Regions from separate parts of the Manis pentadactyla genome. Here region 1 is linked to region 2. The links are chromatin contacts, called in public Hi-C maps. All regions are on one chromosome and are shown on one strand. Each heading gives the region's core, a stretch centred on a gene start, on an enhancer-like site or on the middle of the called end of the contact. The rest is flanking DNA. Distances are from core to core; before and after follow the strand shown.

Region 1 (4,422 bases), core at 517-3,016, 240 kb before region 2:
AGTGAAACAGGTTTGGGAAGACTGGGATTGGGCAAGAGGCTGGAGCAAGACATCTTGGTCAGAGCCAGGCCTGGGGGCTTTCCTAGCACAAATCCCGAGAAACCCAAGCTGTGAGCCGCTTGGGGGGCAGCCAGTTCTCAGAGAACAGCGATCTGGGAGAGGCCCCAGGTCCTTAGGGTCAGGGCTGGACCGGCAGGTGGCCGGGAACGCGGCCCGGGGTGGGGAGCTTGCGGGCAGGCGGCCCACAGGAGACACAGCACCCTGCTTCCTTCGCCCAGGCCTGGCCCTCCTGCCCCGGCCCAGGGCCGGCTGGCTGCGCTCAGTTGAAGCGCCTGAAGTGAAGTGCTGGACTAGGCCGGGGAAGGCGGGTGGGGGTGTCACCCACGACCCATGGGCACGAGCTGGGGGCCCCTGAGGGTAGGGGCCCAGAGGCCATGCAAGACCGGGTCTGGGCTCTCCTTCTTGAGGCTGGGAAACCTGGTGCTTCCAAAGTGCCCACGAGGAAATGGGGGTTTTGCGCTGGCAGGGGTCTGAGGGAGGGCACGGCCTCTGGGCTCTGGGGCGTAGGGGATGGAGACTGGGCTGTGGGGTGCGCGAGTCTCTCCTCACCCTCATTTTGGCCCCAGAAGAAAGGCCATGGTCCCATTTGCAGGGGAGAAGAGCGAGGCCCGAGGGGAGGTCTCATGACCTGGAGGTGGGGCTGGTCACGAAGCTCCTTGGGCTTCAGGACATGGATAGGGTGCACCCCAGGGCCCCAGGCCCGTGGGGCTCACCAAGGGCTCCCTCGGCGGCCGGGGGGGCAGGCTTCCCTCCCTCCTGCATCTCCTGGACAGGGGCGTTCGGGGCCCCCCCGGGCTGGGCCTCTCCAGCCGGGCTCCTCTCCAGGGCCTCTGCTCTGGCAGTCCTTGCACCCGAGCATCAGCCCCACCAGCGTGGCTGGGAGAGGAGGGGCGCTGCCCCCCACTTGCCTCCCCCCCTCCCCCCGGCCCTGCTGTCCCTGCTTCCCTTGCCTTCCAGTGGGTGGGCAGGCCCAGCCTGGGAATGCGCTCTGGTTCCTGGTTGAGCAATGTCACTGTGGCGGGGGGACAGTGGGGGGAGAGGCAGGCGCCCACAGCCCTCCCCACCCTACGGGGCAGCTCTGGTTACAGGCCTGCGGGATGGCCCGCCCCAGCCTCTCCTGCTCCGGCTGCCCAGGGACTTGGGTGGAGGGTGGTGTGGGCACAAGGGTCCTATCTGCATTCCTCACACAGACGTCCTAAAGTCCTCGGCATCTGATGCAAACTGGGAAGCCAAGCCCCCGCCTGGTCACTCCTGGCGCCCTGGCTTGGCCGCAGCTAAGCGGTGACTTGAACTCAGGTCCTGAGTGACTTCGTCTTGGGGCTCCCCTCCCGCTGTCTCTGCGCCCTGAACACCCAGTGTCCTCTGGCTCTGGCGGTGCTCAGGGGCACTTCTGCTGGCCAGGGCCGTGCCAAGAGGGCTGCCGTTGCTGGCCCCCCTTGCCTCTCTGCCCCTGACCTGGGGCCAGGGGCCAGGCGGGCCTCAGCCCTGCTGGCCTGGCTTTGTTGGGACCCAGAGGGCAGCCGTGGGGGCCCTGGGAACCCTGCCTCCCAGCTCCCCTGGGGACAGTGGACTCCACATCCTCAAGCACATGGGGTGGGGCAGCTCTGGTGCTGGTGGGTGGGGAAGGGGCTGTTGGCACATTCCAGGCTTGCAGGGGGTGGGCCTTGGCAGCAAGGAAGGAGTTAAGAGCCGAGGCTGGCTCCTCTGGAGGGGAAAACTCCCCATGAACACGCTGCTTCTTGGCATCCTGCCGGAGCTGAGAGCAAGGGCTGGAAACTGGAAGTTCAGACATGTGGCCAGTCCTGCCTCTGTAGCGAGCGCTCGAGGGGGACAGCGCTCCGATCGCTGCTAGCCTGCCGCCTGCTCACCCACGTGTCTGCCAGGTTGTGTGCTCTTCACCTGTAACCCATCTGTCTGTCCAGCGTCGGTAATCCCGTCTCTGTCCAATTGTCTGACCATCTTCTCTTACTCTCCTCTGTCCAGCAATCTGGCCCATCGGTCCTTTGCTTGTCTCCTGCTCCGTCTGTCTGTCTGTCTGTCTGTCCAGTCATCTGTGAGTCACCGCACACTGGCTTGTGCACTGATCCTGCCTCCTGGACCCGCCGAGTGGCAGCCATGGCCCGGAGCCGTGGGGTGGTGGTCGGCGCGGTCCTGCTGGGGCTGGGGCTGGCCCTGGCTGTCATCGTGCCTGCCGTGCTCATCTCTCGCCACCAGGCCCACTGTGGCCCCCCTGCCTTTGCCCACGCTGCAGTTGCCAGCGACTCCAAGGTCTGCTCAGATATTGGACGGTGAGTAAGAGGTGGATGGGAGCCGGTGGCCCTCGGCGGCTGGGCCCTCCGGGGACTTTGTGACCGGTGTGGAGAGTGTGGAGGAGGTGCATGTGTGCGTGTGCATGTGGGCACCACGTGGGTTTGGGCTCCAGCAAGGAAGCAGCCCCAGGGCCCTTGCACAAAACAGGCGACAGGTGTGTGGATGGGGCAGACTGGGGTTTGAGGTGAGGACCGTGTGGGCCGAACAGAGGTGGTGTGTGTCCGGGAGCAGCTCCAGAGCTCAGGAGGCCCAGAGAGGGCACTGCCTCAATGTCACCAGTCTGGCCTCCACTGCCCCTGATGGGCCGTGCTGGCCCCTTCAGAGAGGCCTGTCAATTCTCTAAGGCTGGGGTCTTCAACCAGAGGCCTGGGCAAGGGGGTTCAAGGGCTCTGAATGGGAGTCCCAGCCTGCCGGGGTGTGCTTAGTGCTGCCTGGGACCCATCTCCTACTTTGGCCCCTGCCTGGGCTGAGTCCCAACTTCTCCCCGACCCCCCAGCTCCCCCGAGTCTGTGCCAGGGCCTGGGGCCAGCAGTGGGCAGAGTGACTGATGTCTGGCCGGTCAGAGCAAGGAGGGGTGGTTGAGGGGTCCCCAGTTGGCATTTCCCAGCCCTTTTCCAGGAAGCCCAGCCCATGGGAAGCTTCCCTGGTCACCGGGTGGAACGTGGCAGGACGCCTCTGCCCCCTCCCCGCTGGGGCTTGTAGGAGCCTGAGCAAGCACCCTGCCTTTGCTGCCAGCCTGGTCTGCTAGCCGGAGTATCTGCCTCACTGACTGTCAGAATCAGAAATGCTTTGGGAGCCGAAGGGGTGGGTCCCAGAGCAGGGGCAGTGTGGCCCCCAGGGGCCACTGGGCACCCAGTGTCCCTCACTGGGGCTTCCGCCTCCTGCGGGCTCTCCTGTTCCCGTCGGTCCTCTTTCTGTTCATTCTTCTTCCCTGCGTCTGTGAGCCTCTCCTTCCAGGACCCCTTCCAGACCTCGTTCCCTGGGCTGTCACAGGGCTTCCTGCCCCTCCCTCCGGGCTCCTAGGATGGCAGTGGCCGATGTGGCAGCCCAGGGACAGGTGGGGGGCTGGAGGATGGGTGGGCGAGCCTGCCCCTACCCCATGCCCTGGAGAACATGCAGAGGTGAGGGGTCAACCTGAACCCACAGTTGCAAAGATGTAAACAGGGCTGGGAGCTTCTGGCCCCAGAGACCAGAGGGGGACATGGACTCCGGGAGCAGGAGGCTGTTCCCCTATGTCTCTGGGGAGCTCCCCGAGTCACTGTTGGGGCGGGGGGTCTCCGTGGCGTGCCCTGCTGTGTGCATGAGGGTCCCGGGTTGGGGCTCTGCTCTGAGCCCTCAGAGCTCCCTGCAAACCCCCTGGGTGAGGCTAGCGGATGTGGGATGTGGTTTCTCCCCGGGGCTCCGTGTACTCGTCAGCCAGCACTCTCCACTTCCTGCTCTTGTTTTAAGAAGCCAGGAGTGGGAGGGAGCCTGGAGCTGGCCCCGGTTGCTGTGGAATGGGGGTCGCCTGACATGGGCTCAAGATCCCACCCTCGAGGGCCCCCGCCAGATTGCCGCGGGCTCCGTGGGGGCTGCGTGCCTGCGGCCCACCCTCCCTCCCTCCTGTCTCCAGCTTCCCCGCCTTCTGCAGCCCCAGCCCCTGGGGAAGCACTCCTGAGGTCTACGCAGGAGACCTAGCACCACGCCTAGTGGACATACAGTGGATGCGTGGAGGCAGTGAGGTCCCTTCCCCCCAGCCTGCCATCTTGTGGGGGGATATCCCAGTAGGTTAGGCTTGTGAGCAAACTGGGTGTTCTGAGGCCTGGAGTAAGTGCTTGCCGTCTAGGGAGACTGTGTGGGCTTCAGGGTCATTGGTGGCCTTTAGGCTTTGTGACATCTGTCTGCCTCCCACGGGATCTTCAGTGGGATCCACTGTCCCACTTGACTTATGAGGAAACTAGGCCCACACAAAGAGACCTTGCTAATGTCGCAGAGTGGGCAGGCCCAGCTGGGGCCATGATTCTCCACGCCCCCTGCAGGGATGGAAACGCCCCAGGGCTGCTGGGGGGGTCT
Region 2 (4,379 bases), core at 692-3,191:
CTCTGCACCCAGAGTCCCCCAGAGGGCAAGCCAGCACAGAACCTCACCTGCATCAGGTCCGTGAATGCTATCAGATCTGCCAAGGAGAGCTGCTCAGAGGCTAGGAAGGGCCTGGCTGCCAGGACTTTCTGATCCAGGTGCTGCAGTGAAGGAGTGAGCTTCCCCAGCAGCTGTTCCAGCTTTGTGGGGTCCACAGGTTGCCCCGAGAAGTAGGGCAGGAGAGACTGGGCCCGGAGGAAAGGGGGAAGTTATCCCAGGCCCCTCCAAACTTCCTCGGCCTCCTGTCTACCCTTCCCTGGCCACCATCCATTAGTGAAGCCCTTGGGGGCTCTGCGTTTAGAAGGATTCTGAGGACTCATTCAGGCTCAGGGGAAACAGTGCTGCAATAGATTAGTAATGTCTGACTGAGGCAGTGTAAGGGAGGTGGTATGTGTGCCAACTGGTCCTTTCCAGCTCTGGGGGTCCTGGCTCCTGGCCAGGCCTGCATGATAGGGCAGAGAGGCTCACCTTACACAGGTAGACGTTGGCGGCAGGCAGCTGGATGGCAGCGTGCTGCCATGCCAGGTACTCGTCCACACGGGCACGGGCCTGCAGCTCAGGTGGGTACCAGTGGGCCGCTGTCTGGTACTTGCGGCTCAGGTATAAAAGGATGGCCACACTGCGGGCAGGTGGTATCAGAGATCTCCTCACCCCGCCAGGGCTGAGCAGCTCCATCTCCCACAGCAGGGTGATTTGACTGGCTTTCTCTGACCTCCCCCTCCAGGGAAGGACATCCTCTCCCCCAAGAGGCATCTCACCCCTATCAAACTGCTCCATTCCTCAACTGCCCCTTCCTAGACTCCTCCCCATTGTTACCCCAGCCCACCCTCTGCCTCTATACCCAGCTTTCTGGTATCAGGGTCCTATCAATCATGAGGAGGCAGACCTGGCCTGGGCACCTGCCCAAGGGGTCTCCAAGCTCCCTTCCTGGCCAGTTCTCCCTGGAGACCAGGATCTGGGTGTGAGTCTAAGAGAGGCCCCCTCTCTTGATCCCCCTTGGGCTCCTGGCACTTGGTGCCCAGTTTCCATCCTTGGGCAAGCCCTGGGAGGTGGTTATGTGAGGATGTGAGAGTCTGGGGTTCAGAGCTCAGTGTAGCCCTGGGGCTGCCAAGCCCCTGTGACTCTGAGAGGACATGCTTGGGACATGTGGGCAGGGCTAACCTCAAGCCTGGGTCTTCCCTGCTGCCTCCGCGGGCCCAGGCCTGGCTGGGTCGGTGACGTCAGTGCCCATGCTGAGGCTCCCAGCTTAGGCCCTGCGGCGGCCCAGCCCCCGGGTCCAGCCCCCGCCTTGGAGCAGAGGAGGGAGGGGCCGGCCGTTCCGTAGGCCGCGAGCCAGGGCGCTCGCCTCTCCGCCTGCCTCCTCCCCGCGCCCGGCCTGCAGCCTGGGCAGCCCCCGGGCCCTTACCTCTCAGACAGCAGGAAGTCCCCGTCCCTGAGGGCGGGCACCTTCCCCAGGGGGTTCACCTTCAGGAATTCGGGCTTCAGGTGCTCCCCTGGGGGAGAGAGGCGGGGAGGCTCAGCAGGGTGCGGCCCCGGACACCCCCTCCCCGGTCCAGCCACCCGGCTCACCCCGTCCCAGATCCACCGGCCGCAGCGCAAAGGGGATGCCGTTCTTCCTGGCGAAAATGTAGACGGCACGGCAGGGGGGCGAGTACAGGTCCAGAAACAGCTCCGGCGCCATCGCCGCGCCCGCCGCCTGCCCCGCGCGCCTCCGCCCGGGCCTGCCTCCGGCGCGGTTGCCGGCCCATCCAGAACGGGGCCCGAGGTCTGTGCCCCTCCCTGAGGCCTGCTTTCGCGCCGGCTGTCTGGGCGCCCCGCCAGGGTGCCGCCCCTCCGGGCCTTTGGCCTGGAGGAGGGGCGGACTGTGCCCCCGCTGGGGGCTGGCCTCTGGTTGTCGGGAAGCCCAGCCTCCCCTCCTTGGTGCAGCTGCAAGCGTCTGGGCTCTCCCACCCGCCGCCCCTTCCCTCCGCCTGCGCCCCGCCCCCCCTGTTTCCCGGCTGCTGGGGGGCCTTCACATTCCTCCAGGGGGAGCTGACTGGGGCAGGCCGGCGGGCACCACTCTGGGCGTTTAAGGCCTTCTGCGTTATTCCTCCCACCACGCCTGTGCCGCGCGCGCGCACACACACACACACACACACACGCGCGCGCGCGCGCACACACACACACACACGAGCTCCCACAGACCAGGCCTCTCTCTCCAGCATGCTTACATCTTAAGACATTTCCTTGTAACTGTCCCCCTCCAGGGCCCTCCTCCCCGACGCCCTGCTCAGGCCAGACCCCTGGGTGTCTTCCGTCTTCCTCACACCAACCTGGTCCAATTTTCATGCCCAGCTTTAGCTTGGGCCCAAACCCCTGCCCAGAACACCAGTTCTGGACTCAAGGTCAATTCCAGGGAGTCTTCTGCCACTCCTCCTGCCAGGCCACCTGGGGGCCCCACTGCCCCCCTCCTTGCACTGCTGCACAGCACGGCTAGTTCAGCTGTGGCCACCCTCTAAGACGTCCCCATCACCTTCACTGCGCTCAGAGTGACAGTTTAACTTTATTGTTTATTTACTTGCATACTTTGTTGAAGTGTTGGTTGAAAGCAAAACCATCCAGCTGTGAACAATGAAAAAGCAGCCAGAGGTGGGGGTGATCAGGAGGGCACAGGCTGCCACCACCCACCCCTCTGGAGGCAGACAGAAAAGGCCCAGGAAAGCAAGCTGGCATGAGGGATCTGTGAAAGGGAGGCAGCCAGAACAGGACCTCAGAGGGGAGACGCCCACCGGGCAGGGCAGGCGGGCACTGGGGCTTAGGGCGTCGACACATAGATTTGGCGGGGGGGTGCTTCAGTCCATAATAACAGCGAACCTGACCTGTGGTCCCTCCACACATATACCCACATGCTGTGCTGAGAAGCCTGACCTCTCAGAGAGGGACAGGTATAGTATGGGGCCACCTGGGGTCCTCCAGGCTGGGAATGGCACAGGTAGACCGAGGGAGGGCATCGAGAGGCAGGCTTACAAAATGATGTTAAGAACTCCATTTATTGGTTGGCAGTGACATCTACTGTCCCATCCAAGAACTGTGGCTGTGTGAGGCACGTGGTGTCCACTGGGGAGCCCCTGGCCCTCCCATCAGAAAACAATGTGTCAAATGAAAACAGAGCCGTCAGTAAGGAGAACTGTGAATGGCGCGTCCTTTGACTGGTGGTGTCTGTGCTGCTCCCGTGCAGTTGCGTAAGTGTTTTGTGGTTGGTCACAGAACAGTTGGCTGGGGAGCCCTTGATTATGAAACAGGCCTTGTGGTGATTACAGACGCTGCAGTGTTTCCTCCAGAGCTCCCGCTAAGATGCTAGTCACAGAATAAAAAGGTGTAAAGTCACGAGGGAAAGAACAGGATGAGGCTTCTGTGGGCAGGACTTTAACCACTTCCCGTGAAAAAGGACAGCTGGAGCAGGGTAGGAAGGAGCCCCACTCCCTGGGCCCACAGAGAGGGTCAAAAGGGCAGGGTACAGAAGGTGAGGTGACAGGACTTTAGTCCCCCTGGGCTCAGATCTCAGTGAAGCCGGCGATAGCTAGGTGGGCTCAGGGGCATTCACTGCTGCGCTCACATGGACCTCAGTAAGGACCACAGGTACAAAGATGATTATCCATCCATATCCCAAATACCTGCCTTAGGCAACATACCAGCGCCCTTCACAAATGATGTGAAAAGGTCACAGGAACCTAACCAAGGAGGTGAAAGACCTATATCCTGAAAACTACAAGACACTCATGAGAGAAATTAAAGAAGGCACCAATAAATGGAAACACATCCCGTGTTTATGGATAGGAAGAATTAACATTGTCAAAATGGCCATCCTGCCCAAAGCAATATACAGATTCAATGCAATCCCTATCAAAATACCAATAGCATTCTTCAATGAACTAGAGAAAATAGTTCTAAAATTCATATGGAACAAAAGACCCCGAATAGCCAAAGCAATCCTGAGAAGGAAGAATAAAGCAGGGGGGATTATGCTCCCCAACTTCAAGCTCTACTACAAAGCTACAGTAATCAAGACAATTTGGTACTGGCACAAGAACAGACCCATAGATCAATGGAACAGAATAGAGAGCCCAGATATAAACCCAAACATATACAGCCAATTAATATACTATAAAGGAGCCATGGATATACAGTGAGAAATGACAGCCTCTTCAACAGCTGGTGTTGGCAAAACTGGACAGCTACATGTAAGAGAATGAAACTGGATTATTGTTTAACCCCATACACAAAAGTAAACTCAAAATGGATCAAAGACCTGAATGTAAGTCATGAAACCATAAAACTCTTAGAAGAAAACATAGGCAAAC

The links. Hi-C and Micro-C count contacts between places; a contact is called where the count stands out from the background.
Region 1: a contact with region 2 is called in a Hi-C map of skin fibroblasts, with 6 times the contacts expected there. The contact joins the promoter of GGT5 here to the promoter of LOC130680865 in region 2. A contact is called at or near these places in 2 of 3 Hi-C or Micro-C datasets (fibroblasts and skin fibroblasts).

What each region holds. Positions count from the first base shown.
Region 1 is chr14:5,123,310-5,127,731 of mManPen7.hap1, reverse strand. GGT5 (gamma-glutamyltransferase 5) reads left to right here and starts at 1,766. Exons shown (of 13, transcript XM_057492057.1): 1 at 1,766-1,943; 2 at 2,044-2,348. The coding sequence starts at 2,176.
Region 2 is chr14:4,887,553-4,891,931 of mManPen7.hap1, reverse strand. It overlaps LOC130680865 (glutathione S-transferase theta-1-like), which reads right to left and starts at 1,941. Exons shown (of 5, transcript XM_057492478.1): 1 at 1,609-1,941; 2 at 1,445-1,532; 3 at 508-658; 4 at 48-224. The coding sequence starts at 1,720.